Regions from separate parts of the Hordeum vulgare genome. Here region 2 is linked to region 1. A link is a contact called in public Hi-C data. All regions are on one chromosome and are shown on one strand. Each heading gives the region's core, a stretch centred on a gene start, on an enhancer-like site or on the middle of the called end of the contact. The rest is flanking DNA. Distances are from core to core; before and after follow the strand shown.

The links. A called contact is a pair of places that touch in the nucleus more often than the background predicts.
Region 2: a contact with region 1 is called in a Hi-C map of seedling, with 2.5 times the contacts expected there. The contact joins the promoter of LOC123395453 here to the enhancer-like site in region 1. A contact is called at or near these places in 3 of 6 Hi-C or Micro-C datasets (leaf and seedling) and 1 of 1 datasets of contacts at active chromatin or transcription factors (embryo).

The regions. Positions count from the first base shown.
Region 1 is chr5H:90,708,689-90,711,792 of MorexV3_pseudomolecules_assembly, forward strand. No RefSeq gene overlaps it. Among protein-coding and RNA genes, the nearest start is that of LOC123395453, 290 kb to the right of the region's middle. Within about 2 kb of position 1,658, at least 3 of the 3 cell types and tissues checked have open chromatin away from gene starts, as enhancers often do. A contact at or near this core is called in leaf and seedling, where this site is marked.
Region 2 is chr5H:90,995,997-90,999,100 of MorexV3_pseudomolecules_assembly, forward strand. It overlaps LOC123395453 (protein rough sheath 2 homolog), which reads left to right and starts at 1,469. Exons shown (of 2, transcript XM_045090456.1): 1 at 1,469-1,812.

The DNA.
Region 1 (3,104 bases), core at 408-2,907:
TCTTACATTCTTAAGAAGTTGGTCTAAATTCTCTCAACATGTGAAGTGTCCACCTCACCATCCAACTAAGCAATGCACTTAAATCTTCTCTCACACTAAATCATGTAAAATATACCACATAACCGCTTTCAACATGCAAAGTGTTCACCTGAATGTCTCACTAAGCAATGTATTTAAGTCTTCTCTCTCACTAAGTTATGTAAAATATGCAACATAAGTGAGTCATGTATTTAACTTACAAATTAAAATCATTTTTTCCATTAGTCTATGCATGTAACTGTACCACATCATATATTCATGTTAGGAGTGGTGAATCTTGACAGAAAATGTAGGGAGGCTCAATGTTAACAATGTGAAGAAAAAACACTAATTTTTAGTTTTCTAGTTCAAATAATGTTAAACTTTTGATGATGAAAACTAGTAATTTTTGTTTCTTAATTTTTGGAAGGGGGACTCAAGCCTGTTGAAGCACCCCTCCCAGATTCGCCACTGCATGTTAGTCATCCTTTACATTTTATTGAAATGGCATTTGTAACTATAATTCAAAGGATGTTATTCTATTTTTAGTCGGTTTCTTTTATCGAGTACTTTTTTCTTAAGGGAAACCCCCACAATGAGTTTTTTTTAAATAATAAAAACTCAAATACGCGTCTATGGGGACTTAAACCTGGGTGTATGGGTTGTATATCCACTCCTTTAACCAAGTGAGCTAGACTCATTTCCTTGAGTACTTTATTTTCATTAGACTTACCAACTACATCTGCCTTTTTTAACAAAGTTATCACAGCAACGTGCGGGGAGAGTCGTCATCACTACTCATCTCCATTTTTCTCTTAATGAAGTAGACACCCACGTGAACAACTTAAAGGAACTTTATACTCACATTATACTATTTTGCAACAATAAACTTATCAATCAAGTATAATAAATGTCATATATTTATATTTTTATATTTGTATTGTTAATTGTAATATCACGTTTTATATAAGCAAAATATCATCTACATATATTGTCAATAATTCTCGCAACAACGCGTAGGGAATTGCCACGATACTTAACGCTCCGGCCTGCATGACTTCCAGCTTATCGGCCTTGTTCTAGCCTGACTCCTATGAAGAACATCTACAGTTTGACCGTTCCGGCGCTCTTGATGATTTGTGTGACGTTCATTTCGCATCGGACAACTCTCCTGCACAGATACCGGCTCGTCAGTCTTCCTTCGTTGTAAACGGTTGGTCCATGATTGGATGGACGTTCATAACACACAAACCATAAAATGCACACACATAAGAAAAGGGCAAATACTCTCGAGAAGGAAAGGAAAAGAAAAGAAATGGCGCCGCGTTGCATGATTGTGGTGAACTGTGCACCCAGAGCGAGCACGTAGTATTCCCTTCATCCGGAAATACTTGTCGTAGGAATGGATGTATCTAGATGTATTTTAATTCAGATACATTTATTTGTATTATTTTTGTGATAAGTAAGGGAGTAGTTAGTACGTACTACGTCCGATCGAAGCGGGGGAAGCAGAAGATGGCCGGCCGGGTGAGAAGAGACAAGCGCTCCATTCCGGCACGCATGCATGCACGGCGCCACGTGGGTCATCGTGTGTCAGGGGGGAGCGACGTTACCCGTCTCGTCTCTGGGTGGGCGCGCCCCCTCTCTGACACGGCGCATGCAGCCTGAGCTACAGTGCGTGTGCTTGGGCTGGCAAGCGTGCCGGCCGGTGCCGCTGCCGGTGCCGCTGATCCATCAGCTTCGTACATGCCCGGCCGCGCGCGGGGGTTTGGTTGGGATTGGGGCTGGGGTTGGGGTTGGGTCCCCCATCCCCGTGGCGCACGTACAGAAGTAGCCACCAGAGGCCGCAGAGATGACCACCCATCCTACCACATCGTGCCGCGAAACACGGACTACTACCACACACGTACGCTCTCTCTCTCTCTCTCTCTACAACTCCAATGCAAGACCACAAGCGGAAGTCCGTTCAAATTTTGTCCCTTTGAGAATGAAAATGAAACCACATCCGTTTGAATTTGTGTTTGTGTCGGTCAGGCGTCTAACACACGACCACATCTTTGGTCATCCCTTGTCCTCCACTGAGTTTCGTACTAGTTCACGACGGCCGGCAACACAACACACGGCCTATAAAATACAACCTGCATTCTCATATCAACAACACAACAACACAGTCGGCGGCCTCAAAGATGACGCTTTTCATGAACGCGGAGCAATCAAGGTTGTCGGTTGTGCTATTTCGTCGAACGGCTTGCGAGCGTCGGTGAAGCTAGCCGTCGAAAACGCCCGAGGCTGCTTCCTTTGCGTTCCGTCGGATGTGTGGCCAGCGTCACTGTACCCCGTCGTCACGTTGAGGTTGATGGCATCTCACGGGCGTGGCCGGAGCGACCATGACGCACTCCGGTGACATGGAGAATCATGTCTGCCCATGGTCGTAAGGCAGTGGGCCTGGTGTGGTGGACGAGCCCGACGACCTGTACTGAGGAGGACGAGCGGCCGATGATCCCGTGCTCCTCCCGGCCATGGCAGCGACCGAGAGGATGGCCGACGGTAGTCGTGCCAAACCTTGCATAAGAAGGGTGAGCGTCTTTAAGACGATGGATTCTTTCTCATCAACGTGGGCAAGATGTTGCACTTGAGGCCGCGCGACGGCCTCGACGGCGTAGGCCGCAGCCGCCTTCATCCCCACCAGCTTCAAACGTCGGTCCCTCCTCTCAGTCGAGTTGGCGTCAAGTTTGACGATCACCGCTGGCGTGAGCTCGCATCGCCGGGGTTGTTGGTTCGCTGTTCATGAAGGAAGGAGGGGAGAGGCGCACGGAAGGATTTGGACGAAATTAAGGAAAAATGGAACGGGTGTGTCCTTGACGAGCGGACAAAAGAGGACAAGGGTACACGTTCTGTCAGTTCGCGTAATGTCCGTTTCGTCGCAAGCGCGGCCCAATCATGAAAAGAATGGATCGAAAAAAAAGACAGAAAACGGACATTCTTTCATTCGTTTATTACAGCGTGTTGGACCGTTAATTGTGTCCGTTTATCTTTTAGCGGACGCGGACGATCTTGGGTTGGAGTTGTCCTAAACCGTGCCATGA
Region 2 (3,104 bases), core at 219-2,718, 290 kb after region 1:
AAAACCGGGTAAGTCAACATCAAAACTACTCAAAGTGGAGGGAGTGGCAGAGCTAGCCCACTAGGTGAGGGTGGCCGGCAATTGTATTGTACATATACATTTATTTAAATAATAATTAGTTTTTAGTCTTTTTCTTACGATATACTCCTAGAAGGTACTTTTAAATCGTAGGATGGGCCATGACCCATACTGGCCACCCTCTACCTTGGTCATTGGTCGAGGTCAGGGTTGAACCACGTCTGGTTTAGTTGTTGAAGGTGCAAGTTATCTGATTCTAAAATTAAGAAATTAAATTCAGACTCCACCAAAAATTAAGGGATAAAAAGTATACTCTTCTCTATAAATTCTGATGACAGATTTGCAGCGGAGTCCTAAACTTTTCCCTCGGATGGCAGCGTCCAATTTTTTTTGCAAGATTTATTTGCCCTCGAAACACACGCGCTTGGTAAACAGTAGTAATTGTCGTTGTTGTGCATCATCGGACATGATCCCATCCGGAAGATTCAGCCGTCCCGAACTCTCATCTTTTTTGCTCTTTAATAACGACTGCTCCGTCCATGAAGATGCAACCTCTATACACAACCAACAGTATCTGCTTCTTTTCAGTCGTTGATGAAACAGTTGGCTGCTCCTCCATAAAAAAAGTATGCCAGCATTAAACAAGGAGAAGGAAGCCCCCCACCTTTTGTTCAGGTGATCTTGATTCGTGCTCCACCTCCACGGATCCACTTTAACGATACCAGGCAGTGATCTTGTCAAAAGTGCGTTTTACAAGGTCACGCAGAGATGGATCGAGCACGCTGCTCCACGGGAACCCTTTTTCATTCCCTTCTTTATTTCCCCCCTCTACACAAATTCTGTTTTTGTTTCGCTGCATGGATTACTTTTGTCGACGTTCTCTGCGCGGCATCATGCATGGGTTTGAAGCACAGTGGAGGGGCCAGTTTCGGGGACACGGCACAGCCATTTCCCCCTAGTAATACAGTGCGCGGCAGTAAATTTCATGGCCGGCGAACAAAGGCGAAAGGAAAAAGGAGGAGGCACGCATCTGCAAGGAAATGGCCTAGAGACGCGCGGGGGAAATTATTTGATTTGAGCCCATCCATCCAGAGAGGCTCCACCTGCCGTTGCCATTGTTCCATCTCCTCTCCAACAGTGAAGTGCCTGGCTGCATGGCCTCCCTCTCTCTCTTCCTCCCTGCTCCACAGCCACTGTGAAGTCAGCTCGACCAAGCTAGAGAGAGAGAGAGAGGGAGAGGGAGAGGGGAGATGCACGAACGCACGTCCGTCCCCGTCTCTCCATGGCTCCATGTGCGCATGGTCCATGTGTGGCCGTGCCTGGCTCTGGCTGCATGCACGGTGATGGCGCTCGCATCGCATCGCAACTGTGGCTGGCCATGCCATGCCACGCCATGCTCGCTAGCTTTTCCTGTGTTTGCTTCCGTGTCTATAAATACGGACGCCTCTCCTTTCCGCCCGTCCCTTTTCCTCCCCCGTCTTTTCCTTCCCCCCTGCCCTGCGTCTGCCTCGCGTGCCCTAATTTCTCGCTGCCTCCTGTCTCCTCCCCTCCTTTCCACCCCCACTTCCATATATACGCATACACACTCTGAACCACCAACAGGCAACACCACAGCACCTCCCTCCCACCCTAGTCACTCCGAGCTGAGCTGGGCGAAGAGAAGAGAAAGAATCTTTCGGTTGAGATCTCCCCCCTCCCTTGCAATAATTTTCGGCTGTCTCTCTCTCCTGCAACTGTTGTTGATTCAGAGACGCCAAGAACAGCGCAAGAACAGCATGGTGTAGTGGTGCCTCTGTAAGTATTCTTCTTCTTCTTCGTCCTCTTCCTCTTCTTCTTTGAGCAAATTCATCCTCTTCTTCAACCTGTAGTGACATCTTTGTTCATCTTTCCTGCTTAGCTGGTTCTGAAACAATTTTATTTCCGTCCCGCTGCTTTGACGACGCGGGTTGTTGGTCTACTAGGTAGGAGTACATCTTTTTTTCACTGTTGGAGATGTAGAGTGGATGGCTAGGAAGTATGGAGTGGGGACTGATGTCCTCTGACCGTCTTAATTACCTGCTTGTGTTCTTGGCTCTACAAGCTTTCTGGATCTTTACTACTCCGTGATGAATGCGCTGGTTGCTTAGATTCTTTATTGCCGTGTTCCTTTTCGGTTCTTCATTCACTGATGGCATCTTAATTGAAGCATAGCTATTTAGGGTGCTTCCGAGGGTATGCAATGCTCGAAGAAGCATCACTATTTAGAGTGCTTCCCAGTGTATGAAATGCTTCCTTGTATTATTGGTAAAGGGAAGAGAACTGTCCAGCTTCTTTTTGTAAGAGATTTCCCAAAATTTCCTACAACGTCATTTCCTCTTGATTGATTCATGATTACAGTTCCTTGTTTCTCCCTCCATACCCTCTCTTTGGAATATTCACGTAGACACAAGAGTTTTTTTTTCTGTATAATCTGAAGGACACAAACACACCAAGTTTCACAGATCTAAGTTTCATCATATATGCCATTACACTACCTGCAGTTTATATGAACCCCAACACCGCAATCAGTTTGTCAGTAATAACCTGTAAAAAGGGGAAACATTCAATGGTCCAAGGGTGGAACACCTCACTGATTTATCTGGCTTGAATGTGTGATTTTCTTCCTTTTCATGATTGAATTAGAAGATGAACTCCATAAGACCAACCAATCTTGACAACTATATACAGCTCCCACTATGAGAAGTAGGCTGCTCTTTGCTCTTACCTCATGTTTATAGTCACCCATAACACGTTACTTGTAAAGATCCACCAACTCGTTCGCCTGAAAATCTTTCTGGTTTTTTCTGTACTAATTTTAATCTCCTGGTAATTTTCACCAATGCGTGAAAATTAAGATGCCACGCCCAAAAAATCTTAGGTAACTCCACGTCCTTGTCTGATTAGCCCTGAGCCGAAGCCCTATAGCACGTAATTAGCAATCATCACGTGGGGTTGCCAAAATGGTCCCGGTATCATCACATTGATTTGAATTTGGATTTTCTTCTGTTTTCATCACATTCTCTCATTTTGTTGCTTTCCTCGGGTATGCGGTAGGCGTTTCGCAAGTA